Linked DNA regions of Mus musculus: regions 2 and 3 are each linked to region 1. Evidence: chromatin contacts called from public HiChIP or PLAC-seq and promoter capture Hi-C data. All regions are on one chromosome and are shown on one strand. The core of a region is the stretch at or near the end of the contact, and the rest is flanking DNA. Distances in the headings are between cores, read along the strand shown.

Region 1 (3,412 bases), core at 397-2,896:
ATAGGCATCTGTGGAGCATTTTCTTGATTTATGATTGATGTGGGAAGCACAGCCCACGGTAGCAGGTACTGTCCCTAGGTGTGTAGGCCTTTGCTGTATAAGAAAGGGAACTGAATTGTGAGTTTGGGAACAAGCTAGAACACAGCTCTACTCTGTGTTTTCTGCTTGAGTTCCTGCCCTTAATTCCCTCAACAATGGACTATAACCTGTAAGATGAGATTGATCCTTTCCTCCCCACAGGTGTTTTTTGATCACAGCAACAGAAAGCAACCTAGGATGTTGGCACTATTAGTCTACGTATATACTAATAAGACTGTTCTTTCTTTTTTTAAAAAAAGATTCATTATTATACATAAGTACACTGTAGCTGTCTTCAGACACCCCAGAAGAGGGCATCAGATCTCATTACAGATGGTTGTGAGCCACCATGTGGTTGCTGGGATTTGAACTCAGGACCTTTGGAAGAGCAGTCAGACCTCTTAACCATTGAGTGATCTCTCCAGCCCAAGACTGTTTTTTCTTATTATTATTTTATTATATATAAGTACACTGTAGCTGTCTTACAAATGGTTGTGAGCCACCACGTGGTCACTGGGATCTGAACTCAGGGCCTTTGGAAGAGCAGTCAGTGCTCCCAACCACTGAGCCACCATCTCTCCAGCCCATAAGACTGTTCTTTATGAATAGCCTTTTTTTTTAAGGTTATACATTTTTGACTGGTTGTTTTTCTTTAAAAACTACAACAACAACAACACAAAGCACAAATAACCCTTACGTTTCTACACGTTTTCCAATTCCATTAACAACTTGTGTTGATCAGTGAGCTAATTTGTAACAAGTGTCACTTTTTTGTTCCCAAGTCCTGGGATGGAACCCAAGGCCTCACTCTTGCTAAGCACGGGCTCACCATCGAGCCGCAGCGTCAGCCTAATTTAGGAGATCCACAGTTTACAGGAGAGACAGTGCATGGCCACGTGTGTGCCACTAACAGTGTAGCTAATGGCTCTGAGTTCCTTGTGTTCTTGACAAGCAAGATCCGTTGACCTGGGGGTAGAACTTCTGGGCACCGAGCGATCTTTAGATTAATTAAATGTTTGGGAATACTAGATTGGCACCGGTTTACACTCCACAGTCAAGTGCCAAAGCGCTGGCCCTTTCTCGGGAAAACACCCCGCTAGGCTGCAGCCATCCATCCGAAAGGGTACCTGGGCGAGGCTAAGCCCGGATACGGTCCACGTCCAGAGACCTTCGGAGCCTCGGGACAGCAGCCCTAAAGCAGATTCCAGACCGATACCGCCCCCTCCCATCCTGTGCGCCGCCACGCAAGAAAAACACAAGGCTGGCCCCGGAGGCGGAGAGCAAGGATGAGGCCACCGGGCGCTCCGGCCTCCAGGCCGCGCCAAGCGCACCACGGCGCCCGCCCTCCCGCCGAACCCTGCAGCCCGTACCGAGGCGCCCGCCCGCCCGCTCCTCACCATCCGGCGAGGCGTCCTGAAGTGAAGAGGAGGAAACGCCCACAGGAAACTCTGGGCTGGCTGTGCGGCCTCGGGAATGGCGGCTGGACGCAGGACCAGCCGGGAAGTACCGCGCGCTCGCACCGGAAGTGCCGTCGCGTGCCTCCGGGTCGCCCCCTTCCCCCGGCCCCTAAGGTTCCCAGCTGGGCTGTGCCGGAGGAAGCAAGGGCCCAGCCCCAGGCCTGGGCTTCTGTCTCTTTGCTTAACCCCTCTTTTGATTGTTTGGGTTTTTTGTTTGTTTGTTTGTTTGGTAGGTTCGTTTTGATTATTTTTGTCTTTTGATTTGTTCCTTCCTAATAAGGATGCGTTCATTCATTCATTCCAATAAGACATACTGTCTAAACTAGAAATACAAGGCAAATACAAAGCTTTTCGAAGGCAGTAAACAGGTTTCATGTCTCCAAACACAAAACTCTAAAAATTGGCTTCAATTGCAATTGAAATGTATTCACTTTTAGTTTTAGTATTAGTCTGTTTGCTTTGAAAGATTGTGAGGACCTAGTTTACCTTACTTTATACACCTATGTAATTTCTTAAGCTTTTGCCTTTTTGTTGTTATTGGTGGTGGTAGTGGTTTGATTCCTTGCATTTTGGACTTGAATGATGATAGAAATGAACCCAGGGCCACCTTATTTAAGCATCCCACGCTGTCTGACACATAACACATTAGTGACTTTGTTTTTTTTTAAGACCGTCTCTCCCTATGTAGCCCTGATATCCACCTGTCTCTGCCTCCTTTCAGGTGCTGGGCTCAAAGGCACGAGCCACCACAAGCATTCCTAACCCACTTTTGGGAATCCATGACCGTTTGCACCAACAGTCACTGTCTAAGAGTCAGCAAGCACACTTCTTGATCCCAAGTGCTGGGATTAAAGGTGAGTGCCGCTAGGCATGGTGGTGCACGCCTTTAATCCCAGCACTCGGGAGGTAGAGGCAGGCAGATTTCTGAGTTTGAGGCCAGCCTGGTCTACAAAGTGAGTTCCAGGACAGCCAGGGCTATACAGAGAAACCCTGTCTAGAAAAACAAAAAAAATCAAACAAACAAAAAAAAAAATGAGTGCCACCACTGCCCAACTTGTTTTCAATTTTTGAGGTGCTGGAAGTCTAACCCTTGTTATTCTAAGTGAGGATGTTTGGCACCTTCAAGGAACTTAGGGGAGGAAAGGGTTTACTTTATAAGATACTGAGGAAACTCAAGGCAGGAACCTTGAGTAAGCAGAGACCTTGGTGCTATTCCTAGCTGGCTTTCTTCTAGATGGCTTGTTACCTTCCTTATACAGCCTAGGCCCACCTGCCCAGGTACGGAACAGCCCCCAGTGTGTGGGGGTCTCCCCACATAAGTTAGCAATCAAGAAAATGCTCCACAAAAATGCCCACTAGTGCTCTTACACTCTTGCCTCTCTTGCCTCTCGCCCCCTTGTTCCTCATCTCTCCCCATTCCCTTCCCCTTTCTCTCCATATGTTCATGGCTGGCCTCTGCTTCTCTGCTCTCTCCTTCTCTCTGCCTCTCTCTGCCTCTGCTACCCTCTTAACTCCCCTCCCCATGCCCTGAATAAACTCTATTCTATACTAAAAAAAAAAATGTCCAATAGTCAATCTGATGCAGAAAATCCCTCTGTTGAGGCTCTCTACAGATATCCTAGTGCTCTGAAGAATAAGGCCAGGGCCCCAGGCTGACAGCATCTGATGCTGAGTCCTGAGGCAGGTCTGAGGAATCTAGCAAGTGCCCAGAAGGCACCAGAACTGCTTCTGGCTGGAGAACCCCATTGTGAGAATTATACTGTAGTGGACAGATGATTTTGCTTGTTAAGGTTCTGTTGCATATTAAGCCAGGAAGGACTTGAGCAATGGCTCAGTAGTTAAGAGCATTGGCTGCCCTTCCAGAGAATCTGGGTTCT
Region 2 (3,412 bases), core at 665-3,164, 220 kb before region 1:
AGTGTAGAAGCTGGCGTGGTGGTCCACATCCAGCACCTTCTGTTTTCCTTAACCGGCAGGCTTTTGTGCCTAGGATTCCAAAGGTGGTAAAGATCTGCCCTGAACAAACACGACTGTGAATCAGGGGATCTCGTCTTTGACGTGGCCACAGGACAGTTGTCACTGGTCATCCTCTCTAGTCAGTCTTAGGTCTCCTCATCTCTCAGTTTTCCAAAGCCCAGAAGTCTTTGTGGCTCAATTCTTAACCACCATTGTGGCCATGCTGGTTCCCTCCATGATCTCCTAAGTTTATGCATCGAAAGCCACACAGCACAAGTTAACAAAGGGCTTCCCAAAGGCCCCCCATGATGATCCTGAAACCCCAACTTTTCAGCTTCTGAACCAAAACTCTGAACCCATTCTAAACTTTCACTTTTCTACCACAGACCAATCTGATGAGTCAGAAAATTTCCTTTGCTTTGCCTGCAAACACATCCACACTCTGACTACTCTTCCCACAACCTTCTATGTCACAACTCAGATGCTAACGATCAACATTTCCCTTATGGCAATGGGCTAGCAATGGACTTTTGCTTCATCTGCTACAACCTCCTTTTAACCGAGAGACAGAAGCCACTTCCTTGACATTTACATTGGGTCATTTCACTTCGAAGCTCAATGCATCAATTTTACACATCTCCGTTTGAAGTTGCTTCTTCCATGATCTTTACCAGTAAAGTAGAAGAAAGCAGCAGAGACCTATTATTAAATACTGATTTATTGATTCATTTCATGACTTATTCAAAGCACTGCTTGTCCTGCTTATTTGACAAGCATGTCTTTACTGGCTACTTGGAACATAACGACCTGGAGAAATAGCAGAAACATTGGGCTATGTTACCCTTAACAACCTGCTGACTGCCTCTTAGGCATCTGTAAAATTTCGCTTGCTTGCCCACCCCACCTTGTGGTTTTAGAGTATAAAACGCAAACAACAGACTGGAGCCCAACCAAGCCTTTCAGGAGCAACCCTGGCTTGAGTCCATCTGCGACATCTCTTCGCTTCTACTCTCACTGATGTCCGAGTGAGTGTTCCAGAGAGTCCTGCAATAGCAACAACCGCGCGCCTTCTCTCCTTCCAGATCCAAACCTGCGTTAGATAGGCTCTAAAAATGTTTTGAGCATTCTCTTCATAACATCAGGTCTTCCTCTTTCATCTTCTCAAAGATGAAACCCAAATCATTTGCTCCTGCATTATTTCCCTTCAAAGAGCCCATCTCTTTGGAATATGGTCCTTACAGTCTTCTTGGTCATGCTCCTCTATCTGACCTTTCATGAACGTTACCACCAGCTTGCAGACCATGTAGGAACTTGGCAGTCATGTTTCTGAAGACGCAGTTCAAGGGTGAAGACTCAATGTCAACAGGGAACAAGGGCTCCAGCGCGGTAACACAGCTGGTCTAAAAGCAAAGTGGAAGACGACACAATGAGAGGGATTCGTAGACGCGAAACAGATGGGAGCATCTCCAGCCGTGCAGCGGTACAACTGGCAGACGTGGTGAGGGGCGCGCGGAACGGATTGCAGGTGTCTGGGGAACCTTGCCTTGCTTCAAGCCTCCAGACCTTCCTTCTCTCCTCAGCAACCTTTCTCCAGCTTGCACTCCAAGTTCCGCAAGTGTGCAGAGCCGGTACTGTCCCCAGCTGTGTCTTGGCCCACGTCCATCACAGGGGCAAACCGCAAACCACAGGAGCAGAGCTTTCAGGCCGTCTGCCTTCCGCGCAGGCTCCAGAGCCAGGCTCCTAGAGGCAGAGTTTAAGCCACGCCCGGGCCGCATACGAACCAATCCGCCCCCGAATATGGATGATTGACATCCAGCGGCGGGGAATTCGGGTCCGGATTAGGCACTCCTAATATTGTGGGCGGGCCTACACGAGAGGAATCCGGAAGCGCCGCGCGACTGGTGGCGGCTGGGGCCAGAGATCCCGGCTGGGGTCCAGTATGTCTTCTCTTCGGAAGCAGGGTAGGCAGGAAGCGCGGAACGCGAACGGAGACTGGATCCGAGATACCCAGGGGTGGCGGACGTGGTAGGCTGATGGCCCTGAGCACTGAGGGATCGTAGGGGCTACAGGGACCTTGAGTGTCTAGGGCAAGATGGGACATGCTGGGCCCTGAGGTACCCTTCTTGTGGTGGCTTCCCCTTCCTGCTGGCTGGGTCTGGCGCTGTCGCAGCTTTTAGGGGCCTTCGTTCTCCCTGGACCACACTAGTGGAGCAGAGGCCTCACCGGACTCTGGGATCTTCTTTGCTGGGGCGGAGCTGGCGCGTGGGGATGGGGATTGGGGTGGTGGGTGGAGGACACAAGACCTAGAGTCTGGAGGATTGCCTTTACCTAGGGCAGCCAGGCCTGCAGTCATCTCTGGGTTAGTACCCTGAGGTCCTGAAGTGCAGTTCATGTGATAGGAGTAGAGAATATGAGACTTTTCTGTGTTTAAAACATGCTTCTCTCTTGTGAAATGGGAGGGAGGTGGAGGAGACGGCTAGTGGCAACTGTATATAGTTAATAAGTATCTGCTTAAAAAGCAGGAAACTAATTTCTCTGCAAGCAAGAAAACCATGAACAAATTAGTATAGTCCCCATCCTTAACTAGCGACTTTCCACTTCAGCCTCAGTGACTTAAGTTTCATCAAACTTTATGGGGGTGGGGCGGGGGGGGGGGTTGGAAGTAAGATGATCTCAGGGATCAGAAAGGACAGATATAACCCTTTCAAAACAGTCTGATCTGATGTTGTGTTTCAAGATGAACATAAGTGTTCTTTACTGAGCAGCAAAACCTTTTTCTAATCCTTGCAAGGAAGAGGATACAAACACTTTATAGGTTCAGCTGTTTCCTGGGTTGACGCCACACCCTGTGCTTTCTCTTCTTGAATTCCCTTCTATGTTCGAGATGCTTCAAAACTTGGCATTAAATGCAAGGAATTATATCATCTATAAAGCACCTCGCCAACTTTAAGACTCTTTTTAACCTCAGTAAATTAAGGTAAAATGCAGGAAAGCTTTTGGTCGTTTTAATCAGACACTAAACTACTCTCTGAAAACAGTCTCTTTTTCTGTTGAAGAGACTATATGACAGAATTATCAGGTAAAATGTAAATAGTTGAAGGATACTGTGTTTTCCAAAGAGTGGGGCTTGTGAACCCAAAACATAAACCTGGAAGTAGGCATTTAAGCCTGAGAAGGCCAGCTAGGATGCCTCATGGTGGTTATATGGGGATGGAGGAGGGAGGGAAAGCATGAGAGAGATGGGAAGAAAGGTTTCTAGGAAAGACTCAGCTTGGTAATGAATAAGATACCGAAAGAGACCTAGATCAGAGCTTCAGGCCAGCCGCAGTGTCTGGATTGGGCAGCGTTAACACTGCTATGGCTAGAGGAGACC
Region 3 (3,412 bases), core at 505-3,004, 140 kb before region 1:
AGCCCCTCTCCATGCCTCATTTAGGGATCTGAAAGGAAAAAGTTGTGTCTGAAAACTTTGTTCACATGACATTCTTGTTCTGGGTAGAGTGGCTCTGACTTCCCTCCCTCCTAACCTTCAAACACTTAGAACGAGCTCCTCCCAGCGATGGTGGAAGGAAGAAGAATCTTCTCTGAGGTAAGAACAGAAGAGCTGTTACAAGAGATGCTACTGAGCAGAGACAACTCGGTCTGTTGGGCTTCTTGATGGCTTCACAGAGATGAAGTATTGGGGAAAACACGGAGAAAGTAGACAGATGTCGATAGGTGGAGAAGAGGCAGATTCCAGAAGGTCTAAGGAGGGCACTGCCCCTGTGCACAGGAGTGACATGAGCTCAGCCGAGATTCCTTGTGCAGCAAAGCACTATGATTGGCTATAATTGGAGTAATCTTTGGAAGAAGGTTTTGTCCATGGGGAATGATTGGAGAATCCTACGGGCACCAGCTATTAACCTTCACCACGCTAATGACGGCCTTCCAGAGTTACAACTGTGATTCTTTCCCCTTTTGGCTTCCTAAGTCGTGCTGTTAAGGGACTCTTGGGAATTCCCTTCATTTTTATTCTTGTTTGAAAATGATGCCCTGACAGTGCAGCTTATACTTAGCCACAAAGGGGCACTCATCCAGGCGGTGAGCTTCATTTCAGGATGTGAGTCATATTCACTGAGGCCACAAACCAAGGCAGGCCCAAAGCAAACTGAGGCCTTGCTCTCCCTTCGCAATCTGATTGAAGAAAATTTGAAAAATAAGCATAGTTGGGTCGGGCGTGGTGGCGCACGCCTTTAATCCCACACTTGGGAGGCAGAGGCAGTCGGATTTCTGAGTTCGAGGCCAGCCTGGTCTACAACGTGAGTTCCAGGACAGCCAGGGCTACACAGAGAAACCCTGTCTCAAAAAAAAAAAAAGAAAGAAAGAAAGAAAGAAAAAGAAAAAGAAAGAAAGAAAAATAAGCATAGTTGGTTAGATTGCCCATCATTTTACAGTCATGGAACTGTACGCTAGAATGGAGTAAACCCTTTCCCTAGCTCCCCATTGCCGGGCGAAGTGAGGAGGTATATGTCTTTGAAATGGAGTCTGCTTCCAGTCTAGGGATCTGTGGGGTTTTTTTCTCTGAAGGCAGAGTCCAGTCAAACCCCAAGCCAGGCTGAGGCAGTGAACTGGAGTGATTTGCTAAGTTTCAAATGTTCCACCGCTCATTCTCCCTAGAGGAACTTTTAAAGTTTTTGTTGAAGCAAAACTGAGTTTTAAGAAAATGTGAATTATCTCAAGCTTTTATTGGATTAGGTCAGAATGATCAGGACAACTCTGTCCCGCACTCCAGCCACTGTCACGTATTAAGTGGGAAAAAATCCAGTTCTGTCTCTATGTACTGAGCCTCTCCAGTGTGAACAGTGTCTGTCTGTCTGTCTGTGTTGCATCAGCGTATCTTAGGACTTGAGTGGCTGATCATATGTATGTCTGGGTCCTAAGGGTAGGAAGGCTAAGTCCGGTATCAAGCAATACGGCATCATGCCATTTGTGACTAGCGCCTTACCCTATCCTAACTATGCACAAAGCAAAAGAGGAGGATGCAAGAACTCTGGACCAAAGTGCGGCTTTGAAGAGCCAAGAACAGGGGAGGGAGGTGAACTCAGGGCCCCTGTATAAGCAGCACACGGGGGTGTGGACACCTCTTAACCACAGGCCTCTGTATGAGAAGATAGCGGGTCCCTGTCTGAGCAGGATCTTGCTGACGTCACTTCCTGGCTTTGGCGTGTCTGGTCCCCACCTACACCCCAAGGTATGCCCCGCTCTGAAGGAAGTGAGCTAGGTCCAGAGCACGATGTCCTGACTGGAGAAGGAGCCTCTGGAAGCACGTTAGCTTCCCCAATGCCTATGTGAGTGCCAGGCTAGAGCAGAGACCTGAGCTGCGCATGGGATCGGTGCTGAGGCTGAAGGGGCCACAGCCAGCCAGTTAGAGCTTGCCAGCCAGTACCACAGAAAATAATCAAAAAGAGAAAGCTTTTTGAAACTCAGGGGCTTGTTTTGAGGTTTACTTTGCTCTTTGTTCGTTTCTTTGTTGAGACAGAGTCTTACTATGTAGTTCTGGCTGGCGCAGAACTTTCTTTGCACACCAGGCTGCTCCTGATCCCAGAGCTCCGCCTGCCTCTGCATCTACGGTGATGGGGTTTAAGAAAGGTGAATGCAAACACGCCCAGAAATTTTTGGTTGTTTTGTTGCTGGTTTTGTTTTGTTGAGACGTGGTGTGCGTGTGTGTGTGTGTGTGTGTGTGTGTGTAACCCTGGTTGTCTTACTACTTATTTTGCAAACCAGGCTGGCCACAAACTCATCGAGATCCACCTGCCTCTGCTTCCTTCTTACCCCCTTCACCTCCACCTCAAGTGCTGGGATTAAAGGCATGCACCACCACCGCCCAGCCAAGTTTTGGTTCTTGCAGCTCAGATATTCATCTGCAGTGGCCTCCACTCTCCTTAAGCAGGAGATAACTGTTGCCAGGGTCATATCTAGCCAGTGCAACAACTACCCACTATCTGTGTGCCAACAGCTCACTGTGAGAGAACAGCCTAAGAAAATGTAGCAAGACATCAGCTCATTGTATCAAATGGTTGCTTTGTCCACCAGCTTCTCTCCAGGTCCAACCCCTCCAGCCTATTGGTTGGAATTCCAAAGCCTGTCAGGAATGCAGATTCTCAGCCTGTTGCTGAATTACTGCCTTCAGCAATAAGATGCACCCTGGGTGTTACAGAATGCCCGAATGTCAACAGCCACCTAGTCTGTGTGGTGAGGGACTCCCCGACTCCTCACGTCCCTGGACTAAATTTGAATCCTGGATACTGCCACATATTTAACAATGGCAGAAAGTGCCACTCACTCCCCAAGTTCTCTTTGACTTCCTGGAATACAACATAACCAGATACTCCAGTTCCCTTGCAGTCCATCGTGGCCACATGATCCAGTCATAACAAGGGGTGAAAGAACAGTGCCCATCAAGACTCATATGCTCTGCCCTTCGGTTTAACTTAACTGTAGTGAGGGCAGCCACAGACGCTCCAAGGTGAATGACTGTAGAACAGGATCCCTTCCTCCAACCGCTCTGTAGTGTCAGGACATCCTCTGAAATTGCAGCTAAGATGTTTGACAGCCCAGGCAGCCCTAAGGACCTAAGAAATTACTATTTGGAAAATGATGAGTCACTGAGGAAATCCTGAATTGCAGGGAATGGACAGCTTTGGGCAGCTGAATCAGAAAAGACTGACAGCTCAAGAACAGCAGAAAAAGCCAGCTATGCCTAGAACCGGCTCACTGGGACGGCCCAAAGAGGCCCCCAGAGCCAGGGCTCTGGAGAGATTTGGTGAGGCCTCATGAAGACTGTT

What was found. HiChIP or PLAC-seq counts read pairs in DNA pulled down with a chosen protein or histone mark. Capture Hi-C pulls out chosen DNA fragments and counts their contacts.
Region 2: a contact with region 1 is called in a promoter capture Hi-C map of adipose tissue. The contact joins the promoter of Erich1 here to the promoter of Champ1 in region 1. A contact is called at or near these places in 9 of 39 promoter capture datasets (the C10 cell line, the HPC-7 cell line, embryonic stem cells and 5 more), 4 of 484 Hi-C or Micro-C datasets (the G1E-ER4 cell line, the HL-1 cell line and embryonic stem cells), 11 of 115 datasets of contacts at active chromatin or transcription factors (CD8 T cells, effector CD8 T cells, embryonic stem cells and 4 more) and 4 of 9 other capture datasets (adipose tissue, liver, macrophages and 1 more).
Region 3: a contact with region 1 is called in an H3K27ac HiChIP or PLAC-seq map of embryonic stem cells, with 11 read pairs. The contact joins the enhancer-like site here to the promoter of Champ1 in region 1. A contact is called at or near these places in 2 of 39 promoter capture datasets (liver and pre-B cells), 4 of 115 datasets of contacts at active chromatin or transcription factors (CD8 T cells, embryonic stem cells and memory CD8 T cells) and 1 of 9 other capture datasets (adipose tissue).

Annotation. Positions count from the first base shown.
Region 1 is chr8:13,867,875-13,871,286 of GRCm38.p6, reverse strand. Champ1 (chromosome alignment maintaining phosphoprotein 1) reads right to left here and starts at 1,646. Exons shown (of 2, transcript NM_181854.2): 1 at 1,476-1,646.
Region 2 is chr8:14,088,829-14,092,240 of GRCm38.p6, reverse strand. Erich1 (glutamate rich 1) reads left to right here and starts at 1,914. Exons shown (of 6, transcript NM_001034862.2): 1 at 1,914-2,000. The coding sequence starts at 1,979.
Region 3 is chr8:14,011,098-14,014,509 of GRCm38.p6, reverse strand. No RefSeq gene overlaps it. Among named protein-coding and RNA genes, the nearest start is that of Gm39134, 13 kb to the left of the region's middle. Within about 2 kb of position 1,754, at least 64 of the 459 cell types and tissues checked have an H3K27ac peak or open chromatin away from gene starts, as enhancers often do. A contact at or near this core is called in CD8 T cells, embryonic stem cells and memory CD8 T cells, where this site is marked.